Linked DNA regions of Zea mays: regions 2 and 3 are each linked to region 1. The links are chromatin contacts, called in public Hi-C maps. All regions are on one chromosome and are shown on one strand. Each heading gives the region's core, a stretch centred on a gene start, on an enhancer-like site or on the middle of the called end of the contact. The rest is flanking DNA. Distances are from core to core; before and after follow the strand shown.

Region 1 (2,814 bases), core at 172-2,671:
TCTTGCTCGCGGCCGGCGCTGGCGCCGGCGGGGCCGGGACGTGGGACTCGCAGCGCGGGCACCGCGGGTCGCTCCGGGAGATTAGCACGTACAGGAAGCACCTGGGGCACGCCGCGGCCACCATCCCGCCGCCGGAGGGCGAGTCGCAGCCGTCGCCCTGCTCCACGCCGCCGCCGCCGCCGCCGCCGCCGCCGCGGCGCTTCACGGAGGACGTGGTCACGGAAGACGACGACGGGGACGCGCCCGCGCCGCTGTGCTGCTGCTGCTGGTGCGGGTGCGGGGACTGGTGCTGCCTGCCGCGCTCGAACCGCTCCAGGGCCGTCTTCACCTTCTCGATCGTGCACACGCTGTGGTACGTAGCCGTGGCGCCGCCCGCGACCGCTGGTGCCGCTGCCGCTGCCGCCGTCGCGGCGCAGGGCTTCGTGGTGGCGGCTACCGGGAACAGGTTCAGGTCCCTCGGCGCCGCCGGGCACGCGTGCTTCTGCTGGTGCACCCTCGCGGGCTGCACGTGGGCGCACAAAAAAAAAACATTAGCTTCGTTTCTCAACTAGAGCAAGTACAACTGATTGTGATTATAGATAAGCGTAAGCTAATGCAGCTACTGATGTGCTAGTAAATTCTTCTATAATCACAACTGATTGTGATTATAGATAATAAAGCACAAAAAAGGACAGCATGCATGTGCAAGTACAGATTTTAGTATTTCGCGTTTAGTTTAGTGGGAATGTTTAATGGTTCTGGTAGAGCAACATGTTTCATATAAAATTCTGATCACGAGGGAATGGAATTTGGACTAATATTACTATTGACCACTTGCAAATCCAAACTGGATACTATAGGCTATAGCAGAATAGTCGTCTTGGATGGAGGCCTCGGACCAAGACTTTTCCACGTTGGAGAAAGCGAAGAAAGTTCTTCCTTCTTCGAAAAACTTATGAACACCAAGGTCAAGGTGCGCTCTTCCAATTCAATCAAGCAACATCAGCAAGCGGGTCCGATCCGAAGGCGAGCATGCACAGGCACATCACACGCAGAGGCAGGGGAGAGCAGAGAACAGAGAGGCTTTGCGAATTCAAAGACAGCACGGGGCCGAGGTGCTTACCACGGCGTCATTCCTGGCGGACGCGTCCCTGGCGTCGTCTTCGGCGGCGGCGCACCCGCCGAGGAAGTCCCTGGTGACGAGCTCCGCCGCCCTCCCGCCGGTGGCTCCCCGCGCCATGAACCCCAGCGCCTCGGCCGCCATCTCGCCTCTCGTCTCTAGCTCAGCCGCAGCATGCGGCGACGGCCGTTTCGCCTTGGCGGTGGCAGCTCTCAGGCGCGCAGGCAGAGAGAGAGAGGGAGAGAGAGACGAAGGGGGGAGGAGGATGTGTGTGTCGTGCACTCGCTGGTAGCAGTAGTAGTGCTAGCGCAGGAGGGGAGAGAGAGGAGGTGCGTGGGCGAGCAGGGCAGAGGACGAGGAGGGAGCGAGCGAGTGATAAAAAAGGGTCGGGGTTTGGAGGCACGTATGGGCGCGGCATTAATTAAGGTGTTGGAAAGGCGAGGCATGAGGACAAGATGTGCAATGAATGCGAGCGGGGTAGGCCGCATTGATGGCAGATGGCGCCCGCTGTGTGTGATGGGGATGGACCAGCCTATGCCACTCACTGCTCTGCGCCTCCCCCGTCTAGTACTCTCGTGTACTACGCGTAGCTGAACCGGAGGAGCCGAGCCGTCGTAGTTGAGTACCGTACTCCAGCTCCAGCGCCACACACACACTTGCGGGTTGCGTGGGGATCACGCGGGACCCACGCCCCGAGATCTTCATTGGGATCGGTAAACAATTGACACACTAGGAATGTGGTGCCGGACGAATAATCTTTTCCCTTTTTCTTAATTCTCGTAGCTTAGGGTTTTACAACTGCACTTAATATAGAGCTTCTTGAGTCTAAGGCCTAATTGAAAAAATAAAATAGGTGAACTCTTCGCGAAGAGTCCGTTTTTCACGACTTTCTATACACGTTGTGTCTTAGCTGTATTTATGATCTACTAGCTGAATGCCCGTGCGTTGCAACGGAAATATATAATACCAGTATACTACGATAACTTATATATAAAATATGTGTTATACCGTTATGCGAAAATGTTTCATAATCAATTTGTGATTCTGGCCATACATAAATTTTGTTATTCATAATCTATCTGTTTCACCACTATATTGCAACCATCAGTATCATGCAGACTTCGATATATGTCACGATTTGCATGGTCTCATTATTGGAGAGCATGTTTCACACATACCGGAAGAAATTCCCTCGTACATCGTTAGTCATCGGACACGTACCACCATACGCTTTTGCTTAAACAAAAAGGTGAGTGTGTGTATTTGCAAGACGAATGGTCAAACATCGTATAACCATAAAGTTAGAATACTATATTAATATATTAAATAAATTAATCCAATAGATATAGATTAACCCAATTAACATAGAATAAAATAAATATCTAATTATAAAAGTATGAAACATGGTATAATCAATGTTGTTACTGCGTAGTAAATATTCATACGAGACTAACACAACTGAAACAGTTCAATTTAGAATTAAAATGAGGAAGCTGCGAATTTCCAAAGTTTCTATGTATTTGATATATGATTAATTAGGAAATCAATTTATTGTTGTTTTCATGACAAAACATAGGTATTATGTGATAAAAAATAATATTATAGAATTATAGAAATTGGAATGAACTTATTTGGATTTAATATGAAATTTCCATGAATTAAATGGGTTTCTGCAATTATTTTTAAACTAAAAATCAATTTCTAAACTCCTTTTC
Region 2 (2,814 bases), core at 100-2,599, 230 kb before region 1:
CAAGGGGTCCAAGGTTGATGAAGGTGGGCATCGACAGGAGAGCCGGCTAGGGCTGTGTCGGTGCGACGAAGGACCACCCGAGGATGGGCCAGGCCACAGAGACGCGGTTGATCCACAGGCTGTAGAGATTGGCCAAGGTGCATCACCCCACCCCACCACCCCCACTGTGCACTCCTCCGATCAGAGTCGAGATCGGCGACACACAAAGGCGCATCGACGGAAAATCCGGCGAGCCGGCATTGTTGTGCATATCAATTAGGCATTGGAGGGTTTAGAAAGGTTGTCTACCCACGTCCAGGTACTGTTGCACAGATCTACGTCAAGTTCTCCATCAACTAGGAACGTCAAGTCCCAGTTTGGTGAAGACAAGATCTTCTTCATCTACATCAAGCATAAAGTCAATTGATAGCATCTACAAGCTCTGTTAAGACCGCCTTCGTGTTGGGGAACCTCGTGGTTCTGTTGAGACCGCCAATACTGAGAATTTTAGAGGTTGCAATTAACATAAAGTCAGGGAAGTGGTGTGCCCATTCTAATAAATAATGTTGTAATTGCTGTACTTCTGTAGGGGCGGCTTGTGTCTAACACTCTAACTCAATGGAATATACTATTGAACTTCTGTAGTCTGCTAGTCTCTACTCTCTAGTCTCTACTTGGTTCAACGAAGGTTAAAGACTTGCAGTTGCAGGTAACCATAAACTTAGCAGAAATTCAGAACTTTCGAAGTTGTGAATTCTTGAAGAGCTGCAATTCTCTAGCCAATTGCAACAAGCATGGACCTGTCTTTTCATTAATTTTGATGAAGAGAAAAGGCAACACAGGATGCGGACTCTGCGACCTCGTTTGATCACCGCAAAAACGAGCAGGGCATCTCTCACCGTCAGGGTCGAAGAAGAAGACCTGGCGCGTGCGCCCATCCGGCTGCGACTTTTCGAACACATCGGTGCCGCGCGCCTTCAGCCCGGTCACGAACCCGTCGTAGTCAGCGACGGAGAAGGCGAGGTGGTGGCGCCGGGGCAGCTGCGACGGCGGCGCGCCCTCGGCGCCAGGCCCCACCGCGACGGGTGCCGCGGCGGGGTCCCGCTCGATGAGGTGGAGCGCGACGTCGGGGGAGCTCGGGAGGCGGAGCCATGCGACCTGGAAGCCCGAGTAGGTGGGCGAAGGGATGCGCTCGAACCCCAGCACGGCCTCGTAGAAGGCGGCGAGTCGGGCCACGTCGGAGGTCTCCCGCGCGATGTGGTTGAGCTGCAGCGTCGCCATCGGAGAAGAGGGTGGGGACAAGGAAGAGGATCAGAGGAGTTGGGCGCGGCGCGGCCGGCGAGGCGTCTCGTAATGTTGGGAGTTGGGACTTGAGAGTGTGGTGCTGTTGCTGCCGATGCCCGTCTTTGACTCTTGCTAGGGCCGCTAGGCCAGCGACAGCGTGCTGCACACGTGTGTGATCAGTTCGCTCCTCCCCGGACTAGAAATCTAGAATTCACCCGAAAAAAAGTGGGACAGTTCAACAAAGGAGCTGCTTTTCGTAGATTCAGGATACTTGTTTGAGTGTTTCCATCTCGCGGGAAGGTTATTGTTTTTTTTCCAACTATTTCTTCTAAATTTAAATGTGAATAACAACCGCTATGCTAGATGCATAGGAATAGACATTTGTCGTGAATTAGGTGTCTATGATTGCTTTACACTACTATCTCCACTTATTTATTTTCTAACAATTCAGCCGATAAATTAGATAATCCAGTGTTTTTTTTTTATTTTTAGATAGTTACAGTCTTTATGCTTAATGTTTTACGACCTATAACTTATAATCATAACTTTTTAAATAGTCTTTTATTACTTTATAGTAGCTACCTTATTATGACAACCTTTTGGAGCGGGTGTTTAAATACAAAGACTAAACTTTCTCTGTTATAGGATGTTTGGATGCTAGAAGTATTAAATATAATCTAATAATAAATACTAATTATACATATGAGAACTAAATGGCAATACGAACCTAGTAAGAGAGTGTTTGGTTTCTACAAACTAATTTTTAGTCTCTTTATTTTAGTCTATAAATTGCTAAACACATGGACTAAAAGAGGAATTATCTCTATTTTAGTTCTTGTGATTGGCAATTTAGCGACTAAAAATTAGATTCTAGAAACCAAACACACTCTAAGCCTAATTAATTTATGGTTCGCTCATGTGATACTAAAATATTTACTAATTATGGATTAATTAGGTTTAATCAATCTGGCTCGTCGTTTAGTCTTCATCTGTATAATTAGTTTTATAATTATATTATATTTAATACTCGTAATTGATATTCAAAAATTCATTATATAGACTAAATTTTAGTGCAACCGAACACCCTAATAACCTTTGAAACACTTTTTTTCAAATTTCAGTAACGCTAACTTTTCAAGGAATATATATTGATCTGCGTCTAGCAAAATTTTTGTGTTCGAATCGAGTATTTCCCAACATTTGGTGGCATTTTGCGCATTATCTCCACTTATGCTTCAACTCTTGGTCAATTCTTTAAGCTATTCACGGTAGATCGTGTAAAATAAGGAATTTATATTATAGTACATTTTGAAATAGTGAATAATATAGAGGACGGAATAGGATAGACAGAGATACGTATACATGGAAATGCACGTAGAAGAAACACGTCCGTATGTGTCGCAAAAGAAAAACCGTTCGCTCACAGCGAATGTCTGCGATATAATCTAGAATTGGGCATGTCCAGCTTGGCCAACATTCGCATGGGACGATTCGAGTGACTACTTTGTGTTTGCTTGTTATTATAACTAGTAACAACATGTGTGCAACTTG
Region 3 (2,814 bases), core at 228-2,727, 200 kb after region 1:
GTCATGCTATCAGTTTAGGCTGCTAAAAATATTTGAGGTCCAGGCTCATTTTTGCAAGTAATTTTCTGACTCACAACTAATCTCATGCTATCAGTTTACGCTGGTAAAAAAATCATTTTATATGCTCATTTATTTCCAGGGACTAGTTTCAATGTTGTAAGTACATTAATTTTCGAAAGTACAACAAGAGGTCCTTGGAGGATGAATCCAAGAGTTCTTGGCATTAGGTGAGAAATGCAGATAGTTTACTTACTACTTTACCCATTTGTATCATCAATTAATTTATCAGTCTGCCTTATGGGCTTCTGCTGTGTATGTCGTGCTGTTCAATGTTTGTGCTGAGATATAGAACATTTTTATTTTCTGACCATCATATTCCATAAAACCATTGTGGGTTTTCTCTGCTTTCAAACTGAACTATCAGATCACACAAAAGTTAGAGCTGGCACTCCAAATATTTAGTCATTTGGTTAACATTCGTATGTGATTTGGCAAGACTGTCATGCTCTGCATAAACCGTACTAGATCATCATACATACTAAGTAGTTACTAAGTGTACCAAAAACTAAATGTGTGGGCTGATCAGAACAGGCCCAATCTTAACTTTCGCGGGGCAAGGTCGCACCTGCCTTTTAGTCTAGTTTCTAACATAAGGTCATACATTGGCCAGATGCAGAATCGATGAGAAATTATTTCCGAGTTCCGACTAACGGCCGTCTCAATAGATAATCGCTCACACGAGTGCTAGAAGATCGAGAAGTAGGACGTACGTGGTTGGGTCGATCTTGGCGGTGAAGGAGCGAAGGGAGAAGAGGAGTCCGAACATGAGCTTGTGGTCCTGGGTGGGATCGAGCGTGCGGAGCGGGCGATGCCACTCGCGGTAGAGCAGGCAGACGCCGTTACGGTTGAAGACGTAGAGGACCTGCGCGCTGGCGCCCGTGCCCGTGCCGGGGGGCGCCGCCGGGGCTGGGGTCGCCTCCGGCGCGATCGACGTCAGCGACGAACCGCCGAAGAACTGCATCAGCCGCCGTTTGCCCGGATCTGTCGCGGAGACGCGAGTCGGATCTCCGGCCGGAAAGGGAGGCTGAAGTCTTGTGATGCGTTTTCCAGGAGAGTGTGGGTCTTCTTCCTCGCTTCTCGTCCTCCAGGCGCCGATGTGCAGACGTCTCTGCTAGGGCGGCGATGTGCAGGCGAGTGGATAGGCGGTGGCGTGCAGACGGATGACGCGCTGGGGAGGGGACAGCTGGCGGCGGAGCGGAGGCAGCTCGGGAGGAAGCGCCGGTGAAGGAGCGAGGGGAGTTTTTTTCCCCTATTATAACACTCTTTTTAACAGACTTCTCTTACCGTATTCTCAAAATCATCTTCTCTATAATGATATTTATAAGTTATCTTATACTTCTAAATAGTACTTTAACTCTATAGTGGAGCTATGCTCACGCAGTCACGCCATAGTGGAGCCACCTCGGCGCCAAGATTGTGGCACAAAGGTTACGGCAACAAGATGACTACCACACTAGCATTATATGATCACCAGTCATGCAATCTTGGCGTCATAGGTCATAACGTCGAGCCATTTTACCTCAGTGTCATGGCTTACAACGATGACTCTAAGATTCAAAGCTGAGTTTTTTACCACAAGAGGTATAAATGAGGATGTTTGACAAAAGGATTAAGCTTTAAAAAAAATCAGCAACCACAGACTGATGGTGATCCATACTCCCATGCAAAAAACAAAAAAAAAATACTCAAACAGACTAAGAAAGTCTAGGGAACAAAAACCAATTTTCAGTAAATGGTTGCATAAATTTGGTTGATATTATATTGTTATTTGTAAACCAATCACGATTAATGATATTGATGATAGCATTTTATTAGAAAATAAAGTAAGAGTACATGCTCTTTCTTGATTTGTTCTAAAATATCTAGAACACACTATATTACAGGAGCACATAGAGATAAATAAAAAATATGGAGAGAATTATTCACTTAGCCATAGAAAAAGTTCCACTTCCTTCTTTGTCCCTTTTATTTCTGAAGTTGCATATTTGACCCAAAAAGTTATTGGTGACACTTCCCTAGTCGTTGAAAGATTTCATCCCTTGGAGCAAGCTTGCTTTGCTTACTTAAGAAACAAGTAAAAAAATTGGTTCCTTATATGATGCTTCCGTTAGTTTAAGGACTCAATGCTATTAAGTCGAAAGACAAAATAGTGACTTTATTGTTGGGTGGAGAATGGATTAGTGTAGAGTTTAGTTTATCCATGTTTAGTTTTGAGCAACATCTCACATGCTTTCATGTTAAAAAAACAATATATTCATTGTTTTGTATAGTTATGACAACCTTAAACCATTTAAATTATCAAGAATCTGGCTTAAAATCAAGTAGACATGAACTGGACTATGTCACTAGGGGTGTTTGAATGAACTAGATCTAATAGTTAGTTGACTGAAAAATGTTAGTGTAAATAGCTAACCAACAGATAATTATCTAACTATTAGCTAATTTGGTAAAAATAGTTGTTTGGATGCCTTCAGCTAATCTTAGCAGCGAACTATTAGTTCTAGTGCATTCAAATACCTCCTAACTCGTTTTAGATAGGAACAAAATTACCATTTTGCCCCTGACTTATAGCACGGTTAAGTCCCAAAAATAACAGAAGGGATTACGTTGGATTGTCGGCTAACGAGATCTCAAGATGGGGACGTATGGAAGCTCATGTTATTTTAAAACCTTGGCAGACTTCAAAATGCCGTACACAGAAATTTGGGCCGATGGCGACCGATTGACTTGCCCGTTTGTTGATGGCGTCGTGGA

Evidence for each region. A called contact is a pair of places that touch in the nucleus more often than the background predicts.
Region 2: a contact with region 1 is called in a Hi-C map of ear, with 2.9 times the contacts expected there. The contact joins the promoter of LOC100282507 here to the promoter of LOC100277418 in region 1. A contact is called at or near these places in 5 of 25 Hi-C or Micro-C datasets (ear, endosperm, leaf and 2 more).
Region 3: a Hi-C map of ear shows a contact between it and region 1, with 3 times the contacts expected there. The contact joins the promoter of LOC100284041 here to the promoter of LOC100277418 in region 1. A contact is called at or near these places in 5 of 25 Hi-C or Micro-C datasets (bundle sheath, ear, leaf and 2 more).

What each region holds. Positions count from the first base shown.
Region 1 is chr1:265,178,749-265,181,562 of Zm-B73-REFERENCE-NAM-5.0, reverse strand. LOC100277418 reads right to left here and starts at 1,421. Exons shown (of 2, transcript NM_001165631.1): 1 at 1,103-1,421; 2 at 1-502. The coding sequence starts at 1,243.
Region 2 is chr1:265,403,775-265,406,588 of Zm-B73-REFERENCE-NAM-5.0, reverse strand. LOC100282507 (lactoylglutathione lyase) reads right to left here and starts at 1,349. Exons shown (of 3, transcript NM_001371867.1): 1 at 879-1,349. The coding sequence starts at 1,260.
Region 3 is chr1:264,977,779-264,980,592 of Zm-B73-REFERENCE-NAM-5.0, reverse strand. It overlaps LOC100284041, which reads right to left and starts at 1,477. Exons shown (of 5, transcript NM_001156939.1): 1 at 771-1,477. The coding sequence starts at 1,021.